2 separate regions of the Mus musculus genome follow, and region 2 is linked to region 1. The links are chromatin contacts, called in public Hi-C maps. All regions are on one chromosome and are shown on one strand. The core of a region is the stretch at or near the end of the contact, and the rest is flanking DNA. Distances in the headings are between cores, read along the strand shown.

Region 1 (4,383 bases), core at 162-2,661:
CCTCTTGGTTTTGTTATCAAACTTGATGGCCATTGTGGCCCAAGTCAAGTCCAGACACCCAACCTTGTTGGGAACAAAATAAAGGGCAGGCGGGGGAGGGGGGGGACGCTGGGGGAGAAAGGGAAGGAGAAATATGCCACGTCCGGCCAGAGTTCCTGTGCTCTGGGCAGGCGGGGAGACTGCAGGCGCTTTTCCACTTGGCCCCGTGAGCATGCCTGGCCCACGTGGCAGGGGGTGGAGAAAGGGGCAGTCCCGACCAGGGACACCCCTCCCCCCCAACCCCAGGTACCTTGCTAAAGCCCCAGGGTTGCAGGAGAGAGGGAATAGGGGCAGAAGTTCCCAACACTGATCAGAGTGGGCAGTGGAACTTGAAGAAGCAGAGGTGAGAGGACAAAGGAGTGAGAATAAGAGAGCAAGGTGGGGGCTGAGCACCCCTTTTATGGTCTTCACTGTTGCTTGGTAACTGGGGAGGCATGTAGCCTGAAGGTCAGAAGCTTGGGCCATTGCTTATGTGACTACTGACCATGCTTCTCTTGTGGGGGCTGTGAGAGGTGGTACCTTAGGCAGGGGCCAGAGTTCCAGGAGCATGAGGGAACGCCTACCGTGTCATGAAGGTGAATTATGACCATCGGGGTTCAGACCTCAGCTCGACTGGAGACCAGCCTGCAATTCCCCACACAACCTCATTATTGTTGAGGCAATTTCAACAAGCCAAATTAAAAGTGGGAAGCAGAAGCTGAGTAGTGGTGGCCATGCCTTTAATCCCGGCACTTGGGAGGCAGAGACAGGCAGACCTCTGAGTTCGAGGCCAGCTTGGTCTACAGAGCGAGATCCACAACAGACAGGACTATAGAGAAATCCGGTCTCTAAACCAAACCAAACCAAACCAAACCAAACCAAACCAAACCAAACCAACCAACCAACCAAACAAACAAAAGTGGAAAGCAGGAAAAGGCAATTTATTTATTTATTTATTTATTTATTTATTTATTTATTTATTTATTTATTTATTGGTTTTTCGAGACAGGGTTTCTCTGTGTAGCCCTGGCTATCCTGGAACTCACTCTGTAGACCAGGTTGGCCTCGAGCTCAGAAATCCGCCTGCCTCTGCCTCCCACGTGCTGGGATTAAAGGCGTGCACCACCACGCCCGGGTCTAAAAGGCAATTTATTTAATGCGACCAGATTGGGAAGAGAAACAGAGATCCAGTGAACTCCTAAATCCTGAAGCCAAGACTGTGCACATCCAAGCCATCCCTGCCAAGGCGTGATCGTGGCCCCCACTGGCTCATCGTAGTCTGGGCTTCAGTCTCATCTTGTGAGGTGGTCAAATTAGTTATTACAACTGTATGAACACTTTCCAGAAGACAACTTCTCCTTCTGTTTGGGGTCCTTCCCTTCTGCCAGCATGGTATTTGTAGGGGAATTCCCATTTCTTTGGGACCCAACATTTCCCTAGTCTGATAATCTAATTGCTTAATACTTCAGTCAGGCTGCTTACAGCTTCCTGGGTCACAGGATTCTCGGACAAGGTCATCCCATAGAGGTCTTGGTTGCTACTCTTACCAAACCTAGTCTTCTAACCAAAGATTTCTGGCTTGGTTCTCCCTTTTTGTTTTTCTTTTATTTTTCTTCTACTGGATTTATTTGCCTACTCTGAGGCATCCAAGCCGTGCCTTACTGTTTTTACTCTTCTTGACCCAAATCTTAGCATGTGAAGAAAGGAGGAAGGAAGCCAGCTGGAGCAGCTGTCTGCTCAGCAGAATTGCTAGCCCAAGGATAGGGACCTTGTGGACACACTTGCAGCTCCGTGGAGGTTAGGGGCTGTTCTCTTAGACTGGGTATGGTATGACCTATTTACTCCTGACCCACTAAGGACCCATGTCACCTTCTCTCCTCCACCCCTCATCGCCAGATCTGACTACAGCTAAGCCCAGTGTGACTGGATAGCTGGACTCGATCCTTAGACCTGACTCTGAAAGTCTGTCTATTCACTATGAATATGTCACAGGAGCTCACAAAACCCTGGGTGATGGAGAGACAAAGAATTAAAAGATACACACCTTGGTCTTGAGGAAGCCTCCTCAGAGACTTTACTTAAAATCTTGAATGCAAATAAAGAATCCCAACTTTGAAGGTTTTTAAAATATTCGAAGAAGTCCAGAAGGGAGGGGAGAAATGCACCTGAAAGGCCATCACAGAGGTGGCGGGTGTGTCTGGGGCACACCTGGAGAAAGGACAGAAGCCCTAGACAGACTTAGGTGACAAAATGGTTCTCAAAAGAGAGTTGACTGCTTCATCCCTACCATCTCTGTCACAGAACCCTACCCACTATCTCCTGATTTCATCTATGAGTCTCCACATAGCTTTGCAGAGAACTTGGATATGTTCTGTGTTGTTCTATGTTGAAAAGAGTCAGGGATAAGGGAAGGGAATGGATCCTTTCAGTTTGCTGTGTGGCTTAGGGAGAGCATCTTGTCTATCTCATGGCATTGGTCTCCTTAGGAATTGTGCATTAGGACATTGTCAAGCACACACACACTTTTAATCTATTGGGCTGGGCATAGGTGTCTACACGTGTAAATATATACACATAGTAAAATATATTCTAAGTTACATATATTAAAATTTTCAAAATAAGTTATTATCATTCATTAAGTGTAAACCACTTATACCTAAGGTTTATTATTCTTGAAAGGTAAGTGATATCAGCCTCCTTTGCCCGAGACATACCCACCACCACCATGAGCATAGACAGAGGAAAACCCCGAGGCTCAGAATTCACTGTAGCTCAGAAAGAATGTTTCTGTCGTCTGATGACAGGACCAGGCACTGGAGCGATGCTGTCAGTGGGGACAAATGCTTCCCTATCCAAATATATCTTTTCTCTTTCCACACCTGGAACATTGTCTCCAATTGCAACACTGGGGCCAAGTTGCTGCAGACCTTGGCTGTGCAGCGCGATGCTGACTTGTGTGGGGCTAGTTTCCACTGTGTAATGAGGTGACTGCAGAGAAAGACTCGGTGGTGGGTAGGAGACTGCAGAGAGCAGTCTTCCGCCAAGATGCTGTGGGAAACTCCCAACAAGGCATTAATTAGGAAACCCTTGCATACACCAGGCTGAAAAACTGCAAAACTGAAAAAAAAGAAAGAAAGAAAGAAAGAAAGAAAAGAAAAAACTTCCCAATTTAATATGAAAGACATTTCCAGTATTAAAATGTTTGCTAAATTTAAAAAAGTGTCTGTTGGAAGGTGATCCACAGGAAATGTACAGCAGCATGCCATGGGACCGTGACCTAGGAATCATTGGCTGGCTTAGGTGACATTGATGAATATGTAAATTAGGGGAATTCAGTAGTTTGATGTCTCTGTCCTGGATCACTTTGGAACTGCTTCATCTTCCAGACTGCACAAACATCCCTCTCCCTTCTTTCTTCATCCCTGACTTTGTGTCCCAGCAAAATGAACCTTACTCTGTTCCAAGTACATGCCCCAGGCTCTCCTACTTTCTGCTTTTGCTTAGATTCTTTGCTCCATCTGGAATGTCCTTCTGTTTCCTGCTTTGCCAAGTTTCTAAAGATTCCTGATCCTTATGGCCTTGTGCAATGTCCTTCACTCTGTGAAAGCTTCCCTATCGGACTGGACGGGACTGGTCAAAGGACACTTTTTCTCTCTAGTTGAGTGTTTCTCACTTGTCTTACAGACATAACATTTTGCGTGCACATGTGACACTGAGGTCTAACCTGGGACATCAAGCATGCCAGGCAAGCACTGTGCCACTGAGTTCAAATCCCTAGTCCAAAACATCTGCTTTTGAAGGTTAAGTTAACATGTTCCCTTTTCATGTTCCCAGTTGGTAACAGATAGATGACTTTGTATGCAGTAATAATTTAATGAATGAATGAATGAATGAATGAATGAATGAATGAATGCTCACATCTTATACAAACAGCAGAGCTGTGTGTAGTGTGAGGTCAAACTATAATTCAACTTGCTCATTTGCCAAACATATTAGGATCAAGGACCTCTGTCAAATTTATGATTCAAGTCTTTCTTAACATATTTGGTCTCTAACAAACACATATGAATAACAAAGAGAAGAGCACACTGTCTCTAAGGGAAACAATTAAACCCACATTTTTTTCTTTAAACCAAAGAACTTGATGAGTGAAATTGGGAAGGGCAATTGTGATAGAGCTTGAGAGGAATGCATCGGCCGGGTGCTTGGATCACCCCAAACTCATGTTGAAAGTTTTCAAGCTGGCTGAGCACTTGCCTAGCACACACAGGCCCTGGAAGTCAGTCCTCAGCACTGAGAAAAGCAGGCATGATGGCTCATATCTGTAATCCCAGCACTAAACAGGTCAAGGCAGAAACACCAGAA
Region 2 (4,530 bases), core at 1,194-3,693, 92 kb before region 1:
GTGATGGTTCACACCTTTAATCTTAGCACGCGGATCTCTGTGAGTGTGACACCAGCTCCCCGCCCCACCAAAAAAGTATAAGAATTCAGAGAGTCTAAATATACTTCTATGCATTGGTGCTTTGCCTGCATGTGTGTCTGTGTGAGGGCGCTAGATCCTCTGGAACTGGAGTTACAGTTGTGAGCTGCCATGTGGGTGCTAAGAATTGAACCTGAGTCCTCTGGAAGGCCAGCCACTTAACCACTGAGCCATCTCTCCAGTTCCTTAAACACACTTCCGATACATAATAAATGTCCATTAAATATTGCTACTACTGTTATTATCTGTTCCTCTTAAATAACATCCCATTCTTTAAGGATTCATCCTATTTATGGTTCTGGGATATTAACCAGTGTTCCTTGCATCTCTCTCTCTCCCTCCCTCCCTCCCTCCCTCTCTCTCTCTGTGTGTGTTTTTCTCTTCACTTAGATGTCTTAGAGAGAGAGATAGAGAGAGAACACAAAAACAAGTTTGATGGTGCTGTGAATGGATAGGAATGGGAATTGATCCATGCTGGGTTTCTCTGTAGACTTTTTCATTGCAGAATTTCTAAGTGGTGCTGTCTGTAACCCAGTGTCTCATGAAGCATAGGCTAGACTTGAATTGGTTAGATGGCTGAGGTTGGCCTTGAACTCCCTGTCCTCCTGCTTCTGCTCTCAAGTGCTGAGATTACTGGTTTGTGACTCTCTACCCAGCATTGCCCAGAGGTCAGCTGTCTGTTGGCAGGAGGTGGGTGAGGAATGTCTGAACCATGACTACATAGAGCAACCCCAGAGAAAAGAGCTACAGACTCTGGCTTTGCTTCCAGGTTGGCTTGCTTTGTCTTGTACCTGATGCCACTGAGTCTAAGTTCCTAAACTTCCCCACTGGGATAACAGAGGATTTGGGACATCTACATGGAAGTGTAGAAACAGAAACTTAGATATCTAACTACCTGCCATGGTTTGAATATGCTTGGCCCAGGGAATGGCATTATTAGAAGGTGTGGCCTTGTCGCAGTAGGTGTGACCTTGTTGGAATAGGTGTGCCACTGTGGGTGTGGGCTTTAAGACTCTGCCTGGATGCTGCCATGTTCCTACCTTGATGATAATGGACTGAACTTCTGAACCTGTAAGCCAGTCCCAATTAAATGTTGTCCTTATAAGATTTGCCTTGGTCATGATGTCTTTTCACAGCAGTAAAACCCTAACTAAGACACTACCCCTCCCCTCCCCTTTTAGAAGCAAGGTCTCATGTGACCCAGGCTGGCTTTAGACTTCCGATCCTTCTATCATTATCTCCCAAACCCTGGGATTATGGACATGTAGTACCACACTCTGTGTACTATCCTTTAAAAGCAGGTCCCCTAGCCCCAGCTGTGAGCCCAGGCCTCAGCTCCACTGTCTGCTGTACTCAGGTAGACTCCTGTCCTTTGATGGACTGGCTTGCTCCCTGTAAGTCTTTATCCATGAGCTCACACATCAGTTGTCTCTCTCCTGCACGCTCTCATTGCTAACACTTGCTGACATTTCTCCTCTGCTTTTATTTCCTTCCCTATTCTCTTGTCCTTGGGGACTCTTGTCTACTCTGCTCTTTTGTTCTCACCTTAATGGGAGCTGGGAGAAGAAATAGGAAAGTACTTCTGTCCAATCCACTGCTACTTACAGGAAGTGATTTGGAAGGGAGGGCAGGTAGGCATCTCCTCTGTTTCAATTTTGAGAACATCTACGACTTGGCTCTGCCTGTGACTCTCTATCCTCCCACTTCCTGTATTGACAGTCATCTTTGCTGAGTTCAGTCCCTCCACTGCCAGGGTGCTTGCTGTCCTGATGCCCAGCTCTGCACCACAGGGGACAGTCCTTGGAGAAGAGGACAGCCGCTCCTTGTGCTCAGCAGCTTCCGTTGGATCCTGGTTGTTGACACTTTGTTGACAAAGGCTGGGAACCTTTGCTCTTGCAACATCCTCTGCTCAGCATGAGAGCAGAGTGAGCTCCCTTTCCCATTAGGCTCTGCTTCTCCACAGACTGTCAGTCAGTCAGTCAGTAGTCTGTTTTTCCAATATTGGGTCTTGCTATATAGCTCATGATGGCCTCAAACTGACCATCCTCCTGCCTCAGCCCCCAACATTTATTTAATTATAAGACAAGGTCTCACTATGACACCCAGCTACCCTTGAACTCCTGGATTCAAGTGGTCCTAAACAGCCAGAGCTAGCACTATTGAGCCTAGCGTTGCTATCTCCTGACCCCATGCCGGGGTCTGACTCCTGGCCTCACCAATGCACTATCGTTTTTTACCTAAGACACCACAAGAGAAAATCCCCCCTTTCTCTTTCTATTTGTCCCTCGGAGGCTCTCACTTCCTCTTCACTTCTTTCAGTTTAGCAGGTTCTCTGAGCTTAGGGTCTTTTTGGTTCTGACTGGGGAAAAGGAACGGAGGTTTTCAGAGGCTACGGAAGCACAGAAATCCCCCGGATCAGCCATCACCACAGTGTAAATGAAGCCCTGTTCTGCCCAGCACAGCGCTTTCTCGCTTTCTCAGCTCTCATTTCTTTTGCTGTGTCTGCAGTTTGAAAACCCTTCTAGAGACTGAGGTCTGCTTAGGAAAAATATTTGTTTAAGTCCTTCTTCTTCTTTTCTTTTTTTTCCTTTCTCTGTGGTCTTTAGAAACCACTATGGTTTTCAGTCTTGCAATCAGCTTTTCTGGGCATATCACATTTGTCTCCAGCTGTGACCTTTGTGAGGCCATGAACTCTGCAGAACTCTGGGAGGAATCTGATATTCCTGTGGGTGAGAAATTGGTGGTAAGGTCTGCCAGGGGATTCAGGCACACTCAGACAAATGTCACAGCCAGTGAATGAGCAACTGGACCATACAGTGTTTTCCAGGCTAAGACACGAGCAGGATTGACTCATGATCCCTTCTCCCTGTCCTCACGAAGCATCCAATAGAGTTGTAAAAGCTTGTTAGACTGATAAAAAGTGGCATCACTTTGAAGGCCATGGGAGCCTGCAGGAGATGGTAATGAATGAATGGTGAAGTCAGGGGAGGAAGCAAGACCGGCCTGCAAAGGACCATGGCATTTCAGAAGACGGGATGAAGGGCAACTGCAAAGTCACAGAGGCAGGATTGAGGTGGGGTCTTTGGTTGGAGTAAACTGATCAAGGTTGTATTACAAGGGAAAAAAGGAGCAAGGGGGAAAGAGTGAGCTATTCGAAGGGGACATAAGGGTAGAACAGCCAGAGTTTCTGCTCTCTCTCTCTCTCTCTCTCTCTCTCTCTGCTATTTTTGGTTTAACAGGAAGCATCTGTTTTTTTCCTACAATTTTCCAGCTGACTGGTGTACCATTCCTTGAGATTGTGGCAGACACAGGTAGACATCTATTTCTGCTCTCTTGGGCTGTAACCCTTCTTATCACTCCAGGTGGGATGTAGAGTCACAGGTGAGATCAAAGGAGACGGGAATGGATTTCACCCAGCAAATGGGCCTGTCTGCTGATCCTAGAGGGGCCAAATCTCTAAGCCCCTGAGTTGTGGCTCTGTAATAGGCCAACTAAGCCATGGTCCCTAATCCCTTGTTTTGTGTTCTCCCTCTCCCCACCCACCCCACCGTGTATGTGGTGTGGTGTGGTGTGTGTGTGTGTGTGTGTGGTGTGGTGTGGTGTGGTGTGGTGTGGTGTGGTGTGGTGTGGAGTGTGTATGTGTGTGTGTGTGTGTGTGTGTGTGTGTTGAGACAAGGACTAATCTACCCGAGGCTGGTCTTGAACTCCTAATCTTCCTGCTACTTAAACCCAAGTACTTAGAATGCCAGTATATATCACCACACCTATGTACTCTCAATCATTTCTTAGATATCTGGTCATGTCCTTCTATCTCCTATTCATTTGATAAGCATCTATTGGACAAATGCCAGGTGCCAGTAAACGTCTTAAAGGGAATACAAGTAGTCACAAGAAAACCAAAATGGATAATCTTCTCACGTGTCCTTCTCCAAAGGGACACTTAAAGCTGGCACTGGCACATGTGAAAAGATCCTGGGTCAGCCTGAGCTACATGGCGAGGCCCTGTCCCAAGAAACAACAAACAAAGAAAGGCAAAGTCATGAGGAGTCTGATAGGAATGCTTAGACTTACAGAATGGTTATATAATCTGTGTGTGGTGGTTGGAATGACAACGGCCTCCATAGCCTCATATTATGAATGCTTGACACACATCCCCCCACCCCAGTGTGGGTGTGGAGGCTTCAGAAGCCCCAGTCAGGCCCAGTATCTCTCCCTCTGCCTGGATGCAGCTCTTGGCTCCTGCTCTAGCACTGCCAGGACACTCTGTGATGACAGTGGACCAACCCTCTAAAACTGTAAGCAAACCCACAATTACATTCCTTCTTTTATTAGAGTTGCCTTGGTCATGGTGTCTCTTCATCATGACCAGTGATTAAGTGATTAAGTTAATAGTGTAATAAAGAGTCACCTGGAGTGTCATTTTCTGAATGTCAGTAAGTAAAACCAAGTTCT

Evidence for each region. A called contact is a pair of places that touch in the nucleus more often than the background predicts.
Region 2: a Hi-C map of bone marrow-derived macrophages shows a contact between it and region 1, with 72 read pairs. The contact joins two enhancer-like sites. A contact is called at or near these places in 2 of 15 datasets of contacts at CTCF or cohesin (CD8 T cells and the NIH/3T3 cell line), 15 of 484 Hi-C or Micro-C datasets (alveolar type 2 cells, bone marrow-derived macrophages, colorectal tumor organoids and 10 more), 21 of 115 datasets of contacts at active chromatin or transcription factors (bone marrow-derived macrophages, craniofacial prominence, embryonic basal ganglia and 14 more) and 2 of 9 other capture datasets (adipose tissue and liver).

What each region holds. Positions count from the first base shown.
Region 1 is chr9:40,648,794-40,653,176 of GRCm38.p6, reverse strand. No RefSeq gene overlaps it. Among named protein-coding and RNA genes, the nearest start is that of Gm39319, 16 kb to the left of the region's middle. Within about 2 kb of position 1,411, at least 25 of the 459 cell types and tissues checked have an H3K27ac peak or open chromatin away from gene starts, as enhancers often do. A contact at or near this core is called in adipose tissue, bone marrow-derived macrophages and microglia, where this site is marked.
Region 2 is chr9:40,741,779-40,746,308 of GRCm38.p6, reverse strand. The region is part of intron 1 of Clmp (CXADR-like membrane protein); the gene reads right to left. Among named protein-coding and RNA genes, the nearest start is that of Hspa8, 57 kb to the left of the region's middle. Within about 2 kb of position 2,443, at least 115 of the 459 cell types and tissues checked have an H3K27ac peak or open chromatin away from gene starts, as enhancers often do. A contact at or near this core is called in adipose tissue, bone marrow-derived macrophages and microglia, where this site is marked.